Linked DNA regions of Rattus norvegicus: region 2 is linked to region 1. Evidence: chromatin contacts called from public Hi-C data. All regions are on one chromosome and are shown on one strand. The core of a region is the stretch at or near the end of the contact, and the rest is flanking DNA. Distances in the headings are between cores, read along the strand shown.

Region 1 (3,795 bases), core at 420-2,919:
TTTGTTGTCACCTGAGTTTTTGATCTTAGCCATTCTCACTGGTGTGAGGTGAAATCTCAGGGTTGTTTTGATTTGCATTTCCCTTATGACTAAAGATGTTGAACATTTCTTTAGGTGTTTCTTAGCCATTTGGCATTCCTCAGCTGTGAATTCTTTGTTTAGCTCTGAACCCCATTTTTAATAGGGTTGTTTGTCTCCCTGCGGTCTAACTTCTTGAGTTCTTTGTATATTTTGGATATAAGCCCTCTATCTGTTGTTGAAGGGGCTCGTGACCCCTTATGAACAACAATGCCAAGCAACTAGAGTTTCCAGGGACTAAGCCATTACCTAAAGACTATACATGGACTGACCCTGGACTCTGACCTCATAGGTAGCAATGAATATCCTAGTAAGAGCACCAGTGGAAGGGGAAGCCCTTGGTCCTGCTAAGACTGAACCCCCAGGGAACGTGATTGTTGGGGGGAGGGTGGCAATGGGGGGAGGGTGGGGAGGGGAACACTCATAAAGAAGGGGAGGGGAGATTAGGGGGATGTTTGCCCGGAAACCCGGAAAGGGAACAACATTCAAAATGTAAATAAGATATACTCAAGTTAATAAAAAAATAAATAAAAAAATGAAAAAAATAAATAAATGCACGTGTGTATTCTCCCCATACCATTTCTGTCTTACTGCTTACATGTTTGTGTGTGCCTTGTCTTTTCTGCTGGATGTGTTTTGAGGAGTCTCCCGTTTGTTGTCCTTATGTAGTCATGCACGAATGGTGGGAATATAGTCTAAGGAGTGAATGGCTACTCAGCTACAATGGTTCACGAATGTTGCAGTGTTCTTATACAAGCTTGGACCATTATGCTGTCATTGGATGGTGTGATTTTTTTTCCCAGTGTTGAATGTACAGAAGGCAAGTGCTTTACCACCTAGCTACATGCCCAGCCCTGAAGTAGATGGTGGCACCACCATGTTGTATGCAGGCTGACGTTCACCAAAACATCCTAAAGTGTTATTCATTGGAACATAATGTTACTCATAAATTACCTCAACGGATACATGATATCATCCTAGGTGGACAAAAACATAGTTAATTCAGCCTATTTCCTGCTGTTGACATCTTTCCCATTGAGTTTTTATTGTTAGCTGAAGATAGAAATCTTCAGCACTCGTACTATAGAAGGATTACAGGTTTGATCAAAGTGAATGGGAACACTGAGGGCTTCCGGTAGGTACTGCCAAGTTCACCAGGGCCGATCTGTCACGATCTGTTTTGGAAGGCTAGTGACTGGAGCCTGAACTGGTCAGTTATTCCAGTTAAGTTGGAATTCAGATTTGCACTGGTTTTAATATCTATGGGAGACTAAAGAGTGTGATTGTGGAGTTTGAGGAGCCAAGTAGTGGTGGCAGTCTTGTCACCTGTAGGATCCAAGGGAAAAAGTGGGTGACAGATTGCAGAGAAAAAAAATCCAGAAATTTTCCAGTAGGGGACACTGTTGTCGTTAATTTATGCTTGGAAGGGTACTAAAATACAGGACATTTTAAAGCCTGATTGGTCTGCACTTCTTAAACTGTAAAGTAAACAAGACTTTGCAGCCAGATAGCATTAGCTGCCAAGTTCTTATATAATGACCACGGCGCCCCACTCCTGCTTCAATTGCTCTTCACAGAGGAAGCATTAGCCTCTGATTCCGTAAGTGTGCACAAGTCATATGCCTACTTGAATAGAAGGAAAAGAAGATTCTTTGCCATGGTCCCTCAGGATCCCTTATCTGCACCTTAAAATCTGCACAGACAAAATCAGCGAGGGTAATTTGCCTTTCCATTTGAGTTGTCAAGGGTGCTTTTAGATTTCCCACATCTACTCGCAAGAGTTCCAGGAGCTGTCCGGAAGCAGCAGTCTGGCTGCAGGGCTGGGCAGGGAACTGGCCAGGTGTGCCGGGAAGGTGCCAACTCTTTCTACAAAGCAGAAGTCTTTTCCATCATCGAATGCAAAGCAGCCAGCCGGTTTCCACCCTCACCTCTCCAGTCCCCGGCCCCCTCATCCGGTGCGGGGAGATAGAACAGGCTGGGAGGCGTTAACTAGCCCTCTGCTCCTTTCCCGGATCTGGAGGCAGCTGCAGTTCCTAACCCAGCCAGCGGGCCCATCTGCACTAGCTTCGAGCTGACCCACGGATTGCGCTAAGCCCAAATTGAGTTGTGGCATCCCGGGAAGCGGAGTGAGCGGGTCTAGAAACCCCAAGTGTGAGACGTGGAGAAAGAAGCTGGTGGGTAAAGTTCAGCGTCAGGTGGGAAGAGAGGTCTGAGCCTAGCTGCTGGCATGCGGTGTGTGGCCGGGCTGCAGACGTCTGGCTCGGGTCCGCTAGTGCGCTGCCTCTTCCTCTGGCACTGAGGTTGGGAGTTGGCGAAATTCCCTCACCTGTCTGAACCCGGATCTGGCAGCGGGAAGGGGGCTGGAAGCCAGTGCCTGCTGGTTACAGCAAGCTTGGCAAGTGGACCTGCCTGCACTAGGGCGCCACCGCCAAGGAGGGAGGTGTGAGACTGCTCGCACTCCAGCCTCTTGTTGCTCTCCTTTGTCCCCAGGCACCAAAGGCTTGGGGTAGGTCTTCAGGCAACTCCTGTAGACGTCAAGGCTGTAGGTTCGAGACGCCCCGCCTCCTCCTGTCACTTAGAGCCATCACTCCAGAGTCCTGGAGGAACCTTCCATTCGGCGAAGGTCTAAGGATTGAGATTTTCAGAACACTGCAGACAGGGACTAGCTGGTCCTTTATCTGCAAGCCACGCCACACCTGCTGCTAGCCTACGACACCCTACAGTCGCGGAGAGACCACTCTTGCAGCGGCACCGACGCCCCAACTTTTGATTCGCGGTCTGTGTTGCCTACCTGGGTGCCCAGCTACAGTGTCTGGGAGCGCACATCTTCTGGAGACAGCGCCACTCACACCGCCCAACTCGCTCTTCTCTCCCTCCCAAGCGCCGGGTTGAGTGCCTGATCCGGGACCACACAAGCACTCAGGACTCGCCGGACCTCGGAACTACCTTCGAGAAAGCGGTTAGCCCAGGAGGTCCGAGCCTCTTGCTCCATACCATAGTCTGTTCAAGTGTTTCCTCTTCAAATCCAGCGCCTGGCGCGGATAATCCGCACAGCCGGGCTTTAAACTCCAGGTCCCTGTCGCTCTGTTGGGGTGGTAAGCCATGGCCGGCTGCTGCTGTCTGTCTGCGGAGGAGAAAGAGTCGCAGCGCATCAGCGCGGAGATTGAACGGCAACTTCGCCGCGACAAGAAGGACGCGCGCCGCGAGCTCAAGCTGTTGTTGCTGGGTGAGTGGCCGCGTTTTACCAGCGCACCGCTCCGGTGTTCCCGACTCCTTCCTATCCCAGCAAGCCTGCTCGGTGACTTGAGTTTCTTCCAGGTTCCTTCCAGGCTCACAAGTGCTACCACCTCCGGGTTTAGGCACGGGTCTTTTCGCACCTGGGAACCAGGGTGACCTTCGATTGCAAACTCCCAATATCTCAGAGCAGGGCTAGGGCTCAGCTCTTGGGCCCTTGTCTGTTTTTCACCCCCCTCACCCTCCCCGTCTCTGCGGGTTGTTGCCCTTGGGCTCCCAGAAGGCTGCTGCGGAACCCCCAAACTGGTTGTTGGCTGGTGATGGGGAATGCCTAACTCACAGTTCAGGTTCGGTTCTTGTTGGGGGCCTGACTGCAGGCACCACTTGCAGCGTGCAGCATAGTTTTTTACCTGCCATGTAAGGTCACGTAGGAATGCTCTGTCCTCACTGTAGAGGAAACCCTAGAAACCGACAAACTTGAGA
Region 2 (3,795 bases), core at 602-3,101, 170 kb after region 1:
CACACATTCCTTCCTCTTTTTAAAATATAAATGTTGCTGTAAAATTATAAAAAAAATGCTGTCTTTTACCCTGCACTAGGTTTGGCACCGCAGTGCCCCAAGCTCTCTGGTAGACGTCTTCATCTCAGTCAGCAAAGCCTCTCACCCGCTCTGCTCCATCCCATATCACACTGCCGGTGGCTTCTCTCTGAGCCTGGCAACAATCTCTCTATCTATCTAGTTCCCAAGGCAGGCTGCCACCATGCCAGACATACGTATGTCTCCAGTCATCACACTCTCTTGAATTCAATTAAATCGCCACATGAAAGAACACACAACACAATAATAACCTCTGATCCAGTTGATAAGATATAATTGACCACTAGACATACAAAGCCCTGTACACATCCATCCCTTAAGAACATTCATAAAAACCCATGAATGTGCGGAGAGGAACCTTAACATCAGCCTCCATGGTCTCTCGGCTGCTTCTCCTACCTTCTCCAGTCTCCTCCCCTCTCTAAAACTTTTCTCCCGCCCATCCTTCCTTCTCGTCCAATGACAGGCCTCATTCTATCTTGTACCTGCCTTCACCTATATAATGACATCCTACATTTAACCCTTTTTGTCTAATTAAAAAAAACTTTTCTTTCAAATATAAGCTGAGCACAGCTATTATCATTTTGTAATTAAAAGCATAAAATATATCTAACACCCAGTCCAACACTTTATCAGTTAAACAGAACATTTAGTTATCCATTCCAGCTTAAGAAAGGCTTAAAATCTATGTTATATTCTGGCTAGCTTGTATACTATCTGATAGCTATCTAATAAGATATGCATTTTCAAAGTCAAATAGCCTGATAGGCTATGAGACTGTAATCAGTCTTCAACCCCATCAGAAATCTGAGAATGACCAAATATCTATACACATAGGAAGCCTAACACAGCTTCCAGAGCTGAGAGGTTGTAGAGACAAATCTCCACTAGCACAGTCCTCTGTTAGCCACATGTGAGCGCAAATCTTCAGCCTTCTGACCCAAAATCAACTGACAGACCCTTGAAATGCAGAAATCTTGAAGGGTTGATAATTCTGTCTTGGCAAAATTATCAGTCAACCATTCTGCATAAGGTGTCCCTTTTTGGACAGTATCAGTCTGTAGATGAAATAGGCAGTTTCTGCCTAGCCACAAAATATTACCTCACCTGGAGGTAGAAATGCTTATTTTCTTTGTTAAATCTAGCAAAGGAGAACTCTTTCTACCCCCCCCCCGCCCTTCTCTCCTTGACCCCTTTTTCCTTCTCTCCCCTTTCCCCTCCCCCTTTCCAGCCTCTCCATTGTCTGTATGTATGTATGTATGTATGTATGTATGTATGTATGTATGTATGTCTTCTATCTGCCCCTACTCCCTTCTCAACTCCCCTTCCCATGGCCTAAATAAACTCTATTCTATACTATACCACCTTGGGGTTGGTACCTCAGGGGGAAGGGATACCTCAGCATGGGCCACCGCGGAGGCACCCCTCCCACCTCACCATACCTTACCCTACCAAAATATATTCTGGTCTTAAAAAGAAAAAGAAAAGAAAACACAACACCCAATGGAGAATGATTCCTTCATAAAACAGACCCCAGATGAATGAATTCAGATATATAGAGGGGGACAGTGGTGTGCTACATGGGTGAATTTAATTATCCAGCTGTTTCCAGGGGTCACAAGCGTTTGTGCATGTGTGTGTGCATGTGTGTGTGTGGGGGGGGGGTCATAGAAGTGTTTAAAGCCCTGCAGATCATCTGGGTTCTGACCCAACAACTTGGCACTGTTGTGGTCAGTGTGAAAGGAGACGGTGTGACAGCCGAGGCTATGTTCCAGAAGAATGTTATTCACAAACTGAGTCAGGGGCTGGATTTGGTCCACCAGCTCCATTTTGACCAACTACACTGCAATCATTCATGTTTCAGAAGTCACTTTGGCAAAAGAGGTTTTGTGAGTCTCTAAGTAGCGTAGACATCACTCTGCCTTCAAGCAATTCCACTTCTTTTCCATTTGAGTACAGGCAGCCCGGTTTCCCCTGCCTCCTCTATACTCAGTGGACACTTTCGACCAACCCTGGCTCACTGAACTGTGTCTAGACGTGATGTCTTCAGCATCCAGACCCAGTTCACAGAACTTCTGCCCGATGTTCCCTGCTCTTTCCACTCTTCTGCGGGCATGGAAGACTCCAGGACCCAGGATGTTGTTAGAGTCACCTGCTGCTGTGAGCCTGGGTCCCAGAATAACAGTGTGCCGTGAAGCTTCTCGCCCCACCCTACAAGGACTCCCACTGGACTGGGCAGGGGCGTGAAACAAATGTCAGCGTTCCGTGGGTATCAGGGTACATATCCGGACAAAGAACAGACACTGAAAGAGAGGGAAAGAGCAGATCTTATGTTTGTTGGACTGAACTGTCTCCTGTAAAACAAACAAAGCTGAAACTAAGGCCACTCCAGAGCCAGACGAGGAGGAGCAAGTTGGTGGCAGGAAACCCTATCTGTCATGGGACACATCACGAGGCCTCTAGGCACATGCGGCCCAACTAACCCCAAAGAAGTGATCACAGGAAGGGCAGCTTTCTTCAGCCACATAGTGAGCCCTGCTTCTGGTGGGTTCCACTGTCTTGGTGGATTCAAACTGCCTTAGGTTTAAAATACTTAAAACATAAAACCCAGGGCCTGTTCTGAACACGCAGACACCTCCCCCGTTTAGTGTTTTCTGAGATATGGTTTCTCTGTATAGTCCTGGCTGTCCTGGAACTTACTGTGTACACCAGGCTAACCTTGAACTCACAGGTCTGCCTGCCTCGGCCTCTCCAGTGCTGGGATTAAAGGCATGAGCCACCATATGACTGTTTCTTTTGTCATCATTCCCTTCCAGGAGTATCTGGCCTTTAGAGATTGTCACATGACATCATCTACAAAAACCATGCATGGAAGTTGGGCAATCAGGTTACAAACCAAAACCAAAAACAACAACAGCAGCAACAACAACAACAACAACAACAACAACAACAATAACAACAACACCCTGTTTGTAGTAAGTTTGTGATTTCGGGTTAGGCTGTAGTCATAGCTGTCCTGAGTTGCATGTGTCCTATGGACCTCAGCCTGGACACAAGTGTCTAAGTAAGACATATAACAACTCGTGAAAGCATTTACATTGGTGGTTTACGGGGTGTGAGCAGGTCCTACAAAATGCTCTGAAATCTTAAAGAGGATCTTGGTCGTCCTTGGGATTTAGTATTCATGGGGTGTGGGGGTTCTGGAAAGTATTCCTGGAGAACACTCGGAGTCAACTACAAACTCAAGGATTGGAGTCCATCTTCCAGATGCTCTCTGATACCTTATGCCTTCAATGCGCTTCTCCATCCTAGAACTCGAAGGTTCTTAGGAGAAGGAGTGTCTTGCGAAATGTGGTGTAGCAGAGAATCCCTGCTCCCCGCCCCCATTTGGGAAGTGCTGTCAGTAATGGCCAGCACAGCCAGGTTTGTGGTGGCAAAGGTGTGAGGGGTTGTGTGAACAGCACCCTTCTTCCATCCCTCCGTATCCTCTGGTAGAAATATGAACCTATCCCTCTACCCATCTCTAACTCTAGTTGCTCTTTTTTCTTTGATCTCTTAACATCTGTGTAAGGGTCTGGTGTATTCCCACCCAAAGACACTTCTGTATTAAAATATCCAAGAGAGGGGCTGAATAGTCCCAGAAGCAAGCCCAGGTTCAGCATGGAGGACTACTCACAGGTCAAGCAGTGAGACTGGCTAAGATTATCATTGCTAAGA

Evidence for each region. Hi-C and Micro-C count contacts between places; a contact is called where the count stands out from the background.
Region 2: a Hi-C map of Schwann cells shows a contact between it and region 1, with 6 times the contacts expected there. The contact joins the enhancer-like site here to the promoter of Gna14 in region 1. A contact is called at or near these places in 11 of 12 Hi-C or Micro-C datasets (the A7r5 cell line, the Rat2 cell line, Schwann cells and 6 more).

Annotation. Positions count from the first base shown.
Region 1 is chr1:223,140,133-223,143,927 of GRCr8, forward strand. It overlaps Gna14 (G protein subunit alpha 14), which reads left to right and starts at 1,670. Exons shown (of 7, transcript NM_001013151.2): 1 at 1,670-3,304. The coding sequence starts at 3,181.
Region 2 is chr1:223,305,885-223,309,679 of GRCr8, forward strand. The region is part of intron 2 of Gna14 (G protein subunit alpha 14); the gene reads left to right. Among named protein-coding and RNA genes, the nearest start is that of Gna14, 170 kb to the left of the region's middle. Within about 2 kb of position 1,852, at least 5 of the 93 cell types and tissues checked have an H3K27ac peak or open chromatin away from gene starts, as enhancers often do. A contact at or near this core is called in Schwann cells, where this site is marked.